Regions from separate parts of the Mus musculus genome. Here region 1 is linked to region 2. A link is a contact called in public capture Hi-C data. All regions are on one chromosome and are shown on one strand. The core of a region is the stretch at or near the end of the contact, and the rest is flanking DNA. Distances in the headings are between cores, read along the strand shown.

What was found. Capture Hi-C pulls out chosen DNA fragments and counts their contacts.
Region 1: a capture Hi-C map of bone marrow-derived macrophages shows a contact between it and region 2, with 4 times the contacts expected there. The contact joins two enhancer-like sites. A contact is called at or near these places in 11 of 484 Hi-C or Micro-C datasets (the BV-2 cell line, the HPC-5 cell line, Th2 cells and 8 more), 7 of 115 datasets of contacts at active chromatin or transcription factors (CD8 T cells, the HPC-7 cell line, T-cell acute lymphoblastic leukemia and 4 more) and 1 of 9 other capture datasets (bone marrow-derived macrophages).

What each region holds. Positions count from the first base shown.
Region 1 is chr4:9,113,564-9,119,745 of GRCm38.p6, reverse strand. No RefSeq gene overlaps it. Among named protein-coding and RNA genes, the nearest start is that of Gm50597, 4.9 kb to the left of the region's middle. Within about 2 kb of position 3,630, at least 76 of the 459 cell types and tissues checked have an H3K27ac peak or open chromatin away from gene starts, as enhancers often do. A contact at or near this core is called in the HPC-7 cell line, Th2 cells, acute myeloid leukemia and 4 more, where this site is marked.
Region 2 is chr4:8,913,764-8,920,412 of GRCm38.p6, reverse strand. No RefSeq gene overlaps it. Among named protein-coding and RNA genes, the nearest start is that of Gm46842, 6.2 kb to the right of the region's middle. Within about 2 kb of position 2,907, at least 72 of the 459 cell types and tissues checked have an H3K27ac peak or open chromatin away from gene starts, as enhancers often do. A contact at or near this core is called in the HPC-7 cell line, Th2 cells, acute myeloid leukemia and 4 more, where this site is marked.

The DNA of each region.
Region 1 (6,182 bases), core at 2,381-4,880, 200 kb before region 2:
ACTTCCTTCAGTGATAAAAAACGATGTGGAAGTGCATGACAAACTCTGTTCTTTCAAAAAAAAAAGTTATGTTTCTGGCTATTATAATACAAAAATCAATACAGTTTCTATGATTGTTCTACTTCACTGCTTTTAAGAACTAACAATTTCACTGGACACAAAACTAGTTATCATCTATGGCCTCAATATTGGAAAAAAATGCTGCTGCACATAACAGTTTGGACAATGTTGATAATTCATTGACTATTTCCTATGTTCTGATGGTATGTACTCTCATAAGAGAGAGGGATAAAGAAAAGGAGAAAGGAGATGGAAATGTAGGATAGTCTCTGTCAGTATGGGAGGGCAAACCTCCACAGGATTCAGGAAAGTATCAGAGCAGGTAATCTCTAACTCCTTGTATACTGACTGAAAGCCATGGCTGAATCTTAATCTGTATTACATTTGGAATTAGAGAGGGGAGGAAAAAAACAAAAAAAACTAATGCCCTTGAAAGACATACTGCTTCATTTATCATTAATTGTTGTTTTAATATTAATTAAGAACATTTATATAATGTTGAAAATTCAAACTGAAATATATTATCTGTCACTATAGTTCATCCTGTGTGGCTCAGCGCTGGGTCTCACTATTAATCTCTGCCCCGTATTTGCATATCCCCTGTTAAGATTCCCTCCTAGCAAGCCTTGTGGGTACTAAGTAGGATCTTGTTCTGACCCTGAAATAAAACAGTAAGCCAATGAAGTCTTTATCATTAGAAAAAAATCCCTCTGGACTAAGTTAAACAAGTGTTAGAAAATTGCTGACTGTTTATTTCAGACGTCCTAACAAGGAGAGGGTTTTGCCTCTGTTTTGAGAGCCGTATTTTGAGGCAACATGGGATGTTGGACTTTAAAGGGGTTTTCGAGGAAATCTCAGTGATGTCTCTTTCCACTAGAACTTCATGAGGAAAGTAGCATAACTGAAACAAACAAGCCAAAATGTGGGGCTACCCAGCTATTGCCTTTCTCCCTGTCATTTTGAGGAACCCTTTCTGCATAAGTCTTGTGTGTGACTCTCTGAATCTAGCTGCCATATCCTGCTCCCATTTTGTCCCCAGCACCCCTGACAGCCACAAGGGTCACTTTGATACTAAACTGAGTGCTTTGTATAGGGCTCAGGAAGGAGAAGGCAGCAGAGGGAACTGGCTGCAGAAGAGAGCCCTGGCTTTCTATTAGCCCAGGTTGTCCTTTGACCCTATGACCCTGTGACGTTTGCTTCGTCTCTGTATACGTCCTCATCCACGTTGCCATCAGTTTGGAGAAGTAGCCTTAGCTGCCGAGAGGCATGCTGGAGAGCTATGATGAAGTATCCCTGAAGTGTTCGGCACCCTGCTTCTGTCCCAGTGAGCCAGCATTCCACCGGACATCTGCCACTGTTTGCTGTCAGCACTTTCAGGAGCTCCCCTTTCCCCTTGTCCCTTGTCCCTCTCGTTCAGGTCCTGCTTACTTGCGAGTGGGGCATTTTATGTGCCAGAGCCTGAGTGTTCACAGAAGGATCTCCACGAACAAAATTAACTCACGGTAGTCTAGAATCCTAGAGAAAATGGACAAATTTAAGAGGAAAAAAAGATCAATGGCTAAAACCAATGATTTTTAACAAATAAAGACAATTATAAGTTCCTCATCTTTAAGACAATGAGCAGCAGTCATGGCCAGTCAGACGAGGACTACACACAGACAGCACACCCTGTTGCTTGCAGCATCAGCATCAAGTCCTGGAATCTATGAGCTGCTCTGAATGTGAGTGTTGTCTCCTGTGTTAGTTAGAAACACTGTTTTAAAACTTAGTCAGTGACCAAAGACTTTTCCAGTGCTGTTCTTTAATAAGATTTAAGTGTGAAAAAGTAGCCTCAGGGGGAAAGCCATCCTGCTAGCTACTTGCCCTGGAGGTATTTTACTGGCTTTGTGTTTTTTAATGACTGCCTTGTATCCATTTCTTTTAAGATTAAGTAACATTTTCACTGCAGGTAAGTCTTTTTGTCTCTGCTTTTGTTGTATCAGAACAAGATGGTTTAAAAAAAAAACAAATCCATCTCTGAGAATCAAACCAAAGTCCATTCTTTCTTCTTATTATGTTTGGAGTGAAGAAAAAAAAAAAAAAAAGACACCATTGCCCCCCATCCCCCACACCCAACCCCAACCCCCACAACCACCCTCCTCCTCCCCCACATCCACCCGCCCTGCTCCAACTTGCTTTTTGTCTGGTGTGGTCATGGGGCCACTCCAGCACAGGGGCAAAGCTCTAGTGTAAACATGGATCAAAAGGCTAGAATCCCAGGCTGGCCAAAATACAGCTGTGGTTGCTGCCTTGCACTGGACTGTTCTCTGTAGGGCTTAATCCCTGGGCATTATTAGATCCAGAGGACCAGAAAGTCTGCTGTGAGCTTATGCCTCTTAGAAATGGCACGGACGCTTCATAATGATACCTCAACAATATGGCTATAAAGTAAATATCAATAGACCCAGTAAGTGGAAGGGGGAAATCTGTGTCTCACCTCCTAAACAAAGAACTCCAGGCAACTCATGACTGTGGAGAGATGGAAAATTAGCCTCTGGCCAGATCAGCTCCCTAATGGGCTGTCCAATACAAAGTGAGTCTGTCATGAAAACATATACATCCAAGCCATGGATTTAGCAGGATATATTTATATATTAATGCATATATATGTAACAATAATAATCATGAAGAGGCCATCAATGTGAGAGGAAGTGGGAGGGGATGGGCGGGATTGAATGGAAGACAGGGATACAGTGAAGTAATGTAATTATATTCAAATTAATTTTTTTAATAAAAATGAAACAATAAAAGCCATAATACTCTACAAAGGAATGATAAAATCACCCTGACAGATACTTTGCCAATTTAGGAGTGTAAAAAGATTCTTGTTAAACTAATAATAAGAGACTATTTCCAGTAATTTCAAAACCATAGAAATTCTTTTTTAAAAAACCTAAAATGTAGGGCTGGAGAGACGGCTCAGCAGCTAAGACTACTCTACCAGAGGTCTTGAGTTCAATTCCCAGCAACCACATGGTGGCTTACAACCATCTGTAATGGAATCTGATGTCCCTTTCTAGTGTGTCTGAAAACAGCTGCAGTGTACTCATATACATTAAATAAATAAATAAATAAATAAATAAATAAATAAATAAATCTTTTTTAAAAATTAAAATTTTTTTTTGAAATATTGTTCATTAGAAATGAGAGGTTGAGGAATAATTTAAAGCATCACTATTCATATTTTTTTAGTTTGCCGTAATTAAAAATGTATTTGTTGCAATTTTCTGGTCTTAAAACGTCAATGACTTTTGTTCTGTATCAGGAACAAGAGATTTAAGGAAGTTACAAAATCACTGGTGGAATTAACATTTTCTTTTTCTAGACAAAAAGGTCTGAATTATAAACTTTTTAAAGCATCACGTATCTCTCTGGTTTTTACTAATTTGTAAAAAGCAGACACACTCATAAAACTAGAAGAAACCACAAACGTTAATAGGGAAGACAGTAACGTTTTGGTGCTTCGAACTGTCAGAGTCTTTTTCAGAAAGGGCAACAGATGTGGGGGAGGGGCTGTGGCTTCTCTCAAGAGCCTTCCCTTGATGACTAACACCATCTAATCACGTTCTTTCTGAACTGCCCCTTCCTCTGGTGGGAAAGCCTTATCATGTTCACCGCCTTCTGAGAAGTCATAAGATCAAGCTCTCACGTAGCCTTTCATTTCCTGGTTTGCTGTTCTTTGTTCCTCTTCCCACCCCCCTGTCCCACCCCCACCCGCACCTAAGGTGTCTTTCTGCAGCTCAGGCTGGCCTCAAACTTGCCACAGCCCTCAAGAATCAGACTTCTTACGGTTGGATTTGCAGGTGTGAGTCGGGTCAATAGTTTTTAACTCGCAAGAAATCATAAGTAGGATTCAGGATACAAGGGAGCCGAATGATGAATTTGGAAAGCTGGCCCCTAAGCTGCAGGAAAAAATCAGGCAAGTTCTACTCCCAGCCTGAGCACCTTGAAATAATCTGGTTTTACCACAACTCTGAGGGCCATGAGTACAGGTCTTACTCCCCTGCCGTACCTGTGGCTATGAGTACTTTGTAGATGAGGCCATCATGATGTGCGGCATGTGAGTGGTTTTGAGTGACAGGAACTTATGACAGAGTCCCTGTATTCTTTCCCACAGTCTTTCTGCCTTCCTCTGATCCGTCCTTAGGAGGACACATAGATTAAGAGGACAAACTCAAATTATCTCCCTTTACCTGGGTCATCTCTGAAACTTGATTCAGTCCTACTAGAGCTAGATACTATCAGATGCTGGAACCTGGAAAGGGTCACTGGAGCCTGTCCCTCAGCCGGTGGCACTACTGGAAGGTGGTAGAACTTGTAAGAGTGGAGCTGTGGACCTCTGCTCACTGGGGATTCGAGCCCCTTTCCCTCTCTTGTTGGTCTCTCAGCCATGAGAGGACCCACCTGTGCTTCTGCATATTGGGAAGTCAGGGACTCCAAAGGAGACCAAATGCCAAATGGCCCTAAACTGAAACCTCCAAGCCTGGAATTCAAAATGAGCCTTCCCCTCTATAAGCTCTCTCAAGTGGAAAGGTGACTACCACGCCACTATGACTGGCTTTGCTCTCTTCTGAGGTTTTAGCATTTAACCCAGAGGAGACCTGCGCCAAAGGTTAAGTGCTCACTCCCCATGGGCACGGCAGCATCTTAGTTCCAATTCCTTACCGTTCACTGTATCAGCTATTCCTATTGCTGCTGCATTCCCATGTCTCCATGTCCCCAGCCTTCTTCCAGGAGGCAACTTTTCCAATCTAAGTACACTCCATATATTTGTGTGCTTTTATTTCACTATAAAGCTCAAGAAGTTCCATGCTACGCTACCTTAAACAACATAAGCACAGAATATACTTCCTGCTGTATCGATGTACGTGAGCGGATGGGTACGGTGTCTGCTGTGATCCGATGCCTCTGCACGCAGTTTGCTTTGACATGACAGCAAACATGCTTTGAATGCTCCCGTCCTTCTTTGATCTCACAGGCCACAGTGCCTGCTCATTCGGACTCTGACTCCTCCATGGACGCCAGGAAGCCTTTGTGAGAGCTTTATTTCCCAGACTGGTTGCATATATGTTTAAGTGTCACAAGTTTCGATGATTTTTATGAGACATAGTCCAACACATGCATGAATGTACACATACACAGAGGCACACATACCTGTACACACAAGCATGGATGCACATAGTAAGTCCAACTGTCAAGATGATAAGAACTATCATTTTTGTCCTTACCAGGTACCAGACATTGTACTAATTATTTTCCATAGGACATCTCATTTTGCTTAGCCATGTTGGAAAGAGACACCTAGCAGCCTGTCAGCTTCATTTCGCTCATGAGAACACCAGAACACCGTGGTTCAACTAGTCCTAATGCCTAAGAACTGAATTCCTAGGCAAAGGCTCTGTCCTGCCAGCTCCTGTGTCCTTATGCCTTAATGCGCTTCCTACCAAGGGCTGGGGTGTTTCCAAAATTGTCTACTGGGGAAATGATGCAGCTTTTTCAGAAGGTTAAAAGAGTCCAGGTTCTCCTGTGCCATCGATGATAAAAAATGACAATCCAGAAGACTGCGTAATGCTTTCTTGGCACTCAAAAAGCACCTTCTGGCTTCCCCACCACAGACACTCATGGAAACTCACCAGGACTTCTGTTCTTTTGCTTTTTTTTTTTTTTTTAATGTAGAATGACTTAAATGGATAATTAACTCTCAAAGCGCAGAGACAAGAAATAATTCTTCACTTGAGAGCACTACAAGGTCGCCTGCTTTCTCTAAATATTTCTAGGATGCTTTGAACATCAGGGACTCTTTTGACAATTCCTAGACCTCTTGGTAGACATGTTTCATTTACAACTATTCCCTAAGACCTCAGAATGATGCATGAGGCGGTCACCATCTTTCTCAAAGGGAAAGAAGCGTCGTTTAGCAAGTAGCTTGCTAGTGTGCGGCTTCATCAGTACCCAAAGCAACTGAGGGACGTTGTGGTTCACTGGTAGCTGCACAGGGCTCAGGATTTGATCCACAACACCACAAAAGCAAACCAAAATCTGACTGGTGGTTTTTTTGTTTTTTCTTTTGATCCCTTCTCTGA
Region 2 (6,649 bases), core at 1,658-4,157:
CAAGCGGCTGGGGGAACAAAGGTATCAAGCAAGGGCCTAATGTGAAAAACAAGGAACAGGCTTCACGTGGGAATTCTTGGGAATTGTGAGCTACACACACACAGACACACGCGCACACGTGCACACATGCATACTACTTGCACAAGCACAAATAAATCCTAGAATTCTATTCCTTTGTCCTAACTCCAAAGCTGCAGTTCTGATCACTGGCCTTTGGGTAATTTAAAAGGAGACTCCCAACACAGGAGCCCTGTAATACAGCCACCCAGCTTCAGATCTTACCAGGGTAAGGCACTTTTCTTCCAATACCCTCCACTCAGTCTGGAGACAGAGTGACTCAATTGCTGGCTGGTTCGGGGTCCTGGGAATGATTTGGGACTTCATTGAGCATTGCTGGGAAGGGGGCGGGAGAGGGGTGTAAGTATTACAAGTAAGTAGCAAGAGAGGAGAGGAAGCTCACGGGAAAGAAAAGACAAGAGACATCCAACATTTCTCTTTCCTTGGGGAGTTGATGGTTGAAAAAATCTCATGCTTCTGACCGTAATGGTCAGAAATGATGAGCTGTATCAGGCTGATCCTGAGCCAGGTTGGACCAATCAGGATCAATTAGGACACGTGATGTCACCCATGTGGTAACAAGCTAGAACCATATCAAACAGCCCCTCCTTCGGCTGGCTGGACCTCAGCTTATGTGCCCTCTGCCTGGGCTATGTGATCTCCAAAACAGAGAAGATGGAGGAGGAGGCGGGGGATAGAGAAGCTTCTGCTAGCCACTGCTTGCTCTCCTGTGGTGTACCACAGAACGAGCTTCGTGGACACTGATGAAAAGCCACCGCAGAGGCAAGCCAACGTACTTACTCACTCACTCACAGAAGCACAGAGGGTAAAGATTAATATCTGAATGATGTGAACACCTCTGCCTTAACAGAAGAGCCCAGGAGACCTGCAAACTATTTTTCAATAGCCTCTACCCTCCACAGTTACAGGGAGTATTGGCTATGTAGGTGAGGCTCCCTGAAAAGACAGCACCCCAGGGTACAGAAAGCAGCGGTAAGTCTGATGCTGGCAAGGCACTGTGGCAAAGGCCTGGTCACAAATACTTGATTTCACTGCAGGAATTCCCCCAGTGCTGTGAGGCAATTTTATTGTATTGGTTTTTAAAATTTTTGTTAATAATCTAAGATAATCCAAGGTAAATAAGGTAACGGCTAACGCAGAATGAAGTGCACATGCCCGGTCCATGTGTGCAGTGCTCACCCCCAAAGTCAGGACGTTAGCACGGGGGGCCTTTGGGAGGTGATTGTGTTATGAGGCCAGAGCATTTACAAATGGCGTTCAAATCAGTGTAAAGAAGCCCAAAAGAAATTACTCAAGCTCTCTACCACCCTCTGATGAGGCTGCAAGTCTCCATCTATGACCCGAACACTGCCTTTCTTAATCTTAGACTTCATAGCCTCCAGAACTGAAGGCAGTTGATACGTCCCCCAGACCCTGGCACTCTGTCCTAGCAGCGAGAAGAGACTGGACAGCAAGTGTCTTTGCAAAATGCTCCTACCTCTCTGGAGCTCTTCCCCATATGTCCTCTGAGGCTCACTTACGTCAAGACACACTCAGTAGCTGCACCTTGCTTTTCTCAAGATGGTTAACTCAACTAGCTGAGTTACCTTTTGTTAAAGGATGAAATGCCTGCTGAAAGGATCTCTAGTTGTCAAAGCCGAGTGACCTTTCATTTGAAGCCAGAGACATTTTCACATATTCTCTCCTCTAAAAGGAGTAACTCTGAACTTCTTCTGTTCTAGCTCCATCTAGAACTTTCCTTCTAGAATGGAATACTTACATAAATGTGCCAGTTCCTCTCCTCACACCTCACTATTTCAACATCACTTAACTCGTCAAAGATTCTCGCCCTAATCCTAATGATAGCCACATATTTGCATGGAGCAAATTCTCTGAGGTCATTCTTCCTTGGAACCCCTGACACTCACTTGCAAGGTAGAAATCAGAACAAGGGTCAAATTGATGGCCACCGTATTTCATAAGGATAGATGGTAGTCTTTAAGGAGAATGAAGCCTCAGGCTTGGTTTCATTAGCCCTGCATTAAATACAAAACATCAGAATGTTCCAGCTCTAACCTGGAACACATCTGTGATTTAGTAGGTATGGTCTTTTCTGTCACAAAAGACATTCTAGACCCAAAGAAAGAAACTAGTCTTGTGTAAATCACTAGACTATGAAAACTAAATTTTTTTTTTAAGTATATAGCTTTCATTTGGTTTCTTCTTCTTCTTCTTCTTCTTCTTCTTCTTCTTCTTCTTCTTCTTCTTCTTCTTCTTCTTCTTCTTCTTCTTCTTCTCCTTCTCCTTCTTCTTCTTCTTCTTCTTCTTCTTCTTCTTCTTCTTCTTCTTCTTCTTCTTCTTCTTCTTCTTCTTCTTCTTCTTCTTCTTCTTCTTCTTCTTCTTCTTCTTCTTCTTCTTCTTCTTCTTTTGGTTTCTTGAGATAGGGTTTCTCTGTGTAGTCCTGGCTGTCCTGGAACTCACTCTGTAGACCAGACTGACCTCCAACTCAGAAATCCGCCTTCCTCTGCCCCTGCCCCTGCCCCTGCCCCTGCCCCTGCCCCTGCCCCTGCCCCTACCTCTGCCTCCCAAGTGCTGGGATTAAAGGCGTGCGCCACCACTGCCCGGCTCTCATTCGTTTTTATTGTATGTTAATTATTCTATTGTGTAAAAAATCTAGAAAAAGTTGAATAAATAATATAAATCAACAATTACATGTCTTTTATAGATAGCAGGATAGTAGTGCTCAATGACTTTTGCTTGGTTTCTCTCTTTCTCTCACTCTGTAGCTCTGGCTGGACCCACAGAGACCTGCCTGCATCTGCTTTCTGAGTGCTATGATTAAAGGCATGAGTCACCACTGCTGGCCTCAGTGACGTTTCCTCAGCTCACTTCCCCCAAACCGGGTGGTTATGACTCCTTCTGAGTGGAATAAAGGATATGTTCAGCCCATACACATTTGTTTGTGTTCCAGCTCTGGACTCACTACCCCAAACAGTGACTTTCCAAGTATGTTTCCTGCATGCTGATAAGCAATGACCTCAACAAACTGGAAGGGAAATACCCCGAGGAAAGGAGCAGTCACTCTGTACTTCCCTCTCCTTGCCTTGGTGGCAGCTCCTTTAACTCTCTCCTAGCAAGAGACAGCATCACCGATTTTACAGCCAAGAAACTGAAGCCCCAAAAGAACAGTATAGGTAAGACAGCCAAGAAGTTACTGATGGGAAGCTGTTTTCAGGCTTTCTTCTGGCTTCATGAAAGACACAGAACCATCATGGTATGCTACTTAACTAAGCACATATCAACACTGTGTACATTCCCATCAAAAGCTTAAACATGTATTAAAACATGCTAAACCACACCCCTTACACTGAATCAACACACACACACACACACACACACACACACACACACAGAGAGAGAGAGAGAGAGAGAGAGAGAGAGAACAGCCAGCTAAATCACACCCTTTACATACACTCAATACACAGGCAGAGACAGAGACAGAGAGTGGGGGGGGGGGGACGGGACACACACAGAGAACCACAGAGAGACAGAGACAGAGATCACTGGTTGGACCAGAAATGAGCCCTTGGAGCCACAACCCTTGCTAATGCTCCACTCACTGGCTAATTAGATCTTTCTTTTCAAGAATTTGAATAAAGAGAAGGACACACTGTGGCAAAGCCTAAGGTAATCTTTTCAGCCCAGACTTTCACCGGGTCAGGTAGGGGATAGAACAGGAGTCAGTGGAGGGTAGGGGCTCCATGGATCTGCCCTGGTATGCTACAATGCAGGGGGAGGGGAGTGGAAATGAAAGAGGGTCCACTTTGCTCTGCAAAGTTCAGAAGAGCTGCCCCCTGCTCAGGGCTTCCCCATGAGCAATGCTCTTTGAAGCCTGCTGTGCTAGAGCAATTCCTTCTTTTAACTGAGCTAGCTTGAGTAAATTTCTTTCCTTATGACCAAAGATCTGAGACTTCAGCATAAATAAACACAGATAAGAGACACATTTTCTCAAGCCTGTGCTGTCGCTTTGCCATTGATGAGCAGTGTTCCCAAATGTATTCCCACCTGGCTGTCCCCTCAGGAACTTCAATTTCAACATGCAGAAAACAAAGAGCCCACACACACATGTGCACACACCTCCAGCATACTCCCTGTCCCCTTGTTGCCAGCCTCATTGAATGCCATAGTCCCTCTAATTACTTAAAGCCAGAAGCCTAGGACTATCCTTGACTTTTCTTCTTCAACCATCACAAGCCCTCTCAAATACATCCCAACTGGTTCACCCCTTTGCCCACTCTACTCTGTTGTAGTCTGGGCTTCATAGGCTTCGTCTGTCTCATAGTACCTCTCACTGGCTCCCTCCACCCTGTCTTGTTCTTCTCTAACAACCAGATGGACCCTCTAACACTCCACCTTGTTGGTGTAAACACACACACACACACACACACACACACACACACACACACACGGTGTTTACAATCCTACAGTGGCTTCCCTTTGCCTTTTAAGGTAAAATCAAAACTCACGCGCATGGCTTACAGGGCCCTGTTCACTGTAGCCGCTCTAATCCTGTCTCTCAGCATCCTGCCTACAATCTGCCAAAGCTGGACCTCTTTCAGTTCCTCAAAAATGTCATGCTTCTATGCCCAAAGAAGTTGTGTGTGCTTTGTAACCCCTCTTCTGATGAACCCGTCCTCTTTCTCCATGTCACAGCTTAGATTCTGTCCTCCACGAAGTTTAAGTAGCCCAAATATACATTCCTGTAACCTTCTGTATATGATTTCCCAGGCAACCGGCAGACCTTCGTTCACTATAATTAATTATATTCACTATCGCTCCTTCTTGGGGGAAAACCACTGGCTGGCATGCATTGCTCAGTGATGCCCCAATGCTGAAGTGTGTTGCCGCTTAAGAAGCTCTGAAGAAATGAATAAACCCTTGTATCACAGCTTTGTCCTCATGCTCAGGACTATAGAGACAGCGTAATAAATCAGCTCCGCTAACAACTTCATTACTGCTTGTATCCTTACAAATATGGAGTGAGATTGTCAGGCTTGGCAGCAAGTGTCCATACCAGCCCTGTGGTGCTTTTCAACAGTCAATACAAGCTGGGAGTCCTGCAATGGAGATAGCTCATAGCCACCTTCCAAGAGTCCTGGGAAGGAAATCCTTACTACCCAGCTAGGAGCCAGAGGCCTGAAGTAAATCGGATGTGGGCAGCGCATCCCATGTAGAGCTACCGCTAGGGTACCTTCCTAAGCCCAACAGCAGGCTAGGGCTGCTACGCCCCATTAAAAAAGGCAAGAACACAACCCTGGTTCCTTTTCTCTCCCCGGTTCCATTTAACATTCTTTCATTTCTTTCTCTTGCCCATATTCTAATCAACGACAAGAACACTCTGTCCATGTCTTCCCTCCCAAACTGGAACTCAGTCTTTTGGCTCTACTAAATTCCCTGTTTCCGGTGAAGAAGGATTTAAAGCACAGACAAAGAGCTCTGCTGTGGGACCGTCAGGGTTCTGCTGGTTTGAGGTGGATAGAGCCAGGACATTGTGGACTGCAGAGGTGCAGTGACTCCCTGAAGGTGTCCTGATTATAGCTCCAGCAAGCACAGAACTAGAGAATACTAGGGTAAGCACCATCTTCTATTGTTTCTCCCTTGTCCTACACCACAGGCCTTCTTCCTCTGCTGCCCAAGTCCACGCTGACTCTCCACTTTGACCATCTCTCTCTCTCCCTCTCTCTCTCTCTCTCTGATGATACCTTTGTTATTTAGTCTCAGTGTAGCGATCAGCCCCTTGGCAAGAGGAAGGTGTTCTGTCTGCAGTTTTAGCTGAAAAAACACATGTGTTTATCTGAAAGTTGTCTTAAATAGGGTATCTTGATCTAGACATTTAGTTCAATGATAGAACACTTGCTTTGCATGGATAATTGGATCTCCAATACCAAAAAAGTGAAATTTAAATATTCTTCACTCTGCTTAGGTCAAATTTTGCCCGGCTATGGTGCATCTTGTCCCTGACCCTAATCTGGGCACCAGAGGAAGCATGTGGCTTTTGTTGAGACTGCTCAAAGTGTGCCAAACTGAATTCAATGAAATTAAAGTTTCAGTCCACAAACAAGTAGCCAAATAACGAAAGTCGAGAGATGGGCTGTTAAAAGTTCACCACAATTATTTCTTTCCAGGCTCTCAAACAGTAGTCGCAGTGTCTGCGTCCTGTGCCCCCCCCCCCTATCCCTAACATTCCTTTCCTTTGACCAGGTTGAAAGTGACTCCCAGTGGTTAAAGGGAACCTCTGCCTTAAAAAAGACAGTCATCACTGAAAAGCATTTTAAACACACAGCAAAAGGAAAATCTCCAAAGGAGATAAAGGGTGTCAGGAGTGGGTGTCTCTTTTCTATGAACAGCTCTGAGGTGGGGTCGTCTAGCTGGCCCACTCAGCAGGGAAACTGGTGGTGGCCTCCCTTAACCCTTCAAGGCTCCCACCTCAGCAAGAGGCTGGGGCAGATCAGAGTCACTCAAGCACTCCTTGCTGACTGGAAGAAAACAGCAAAGGAAGGGGAAAAAAAGATGATTCCGGTGCGGCTTCCCC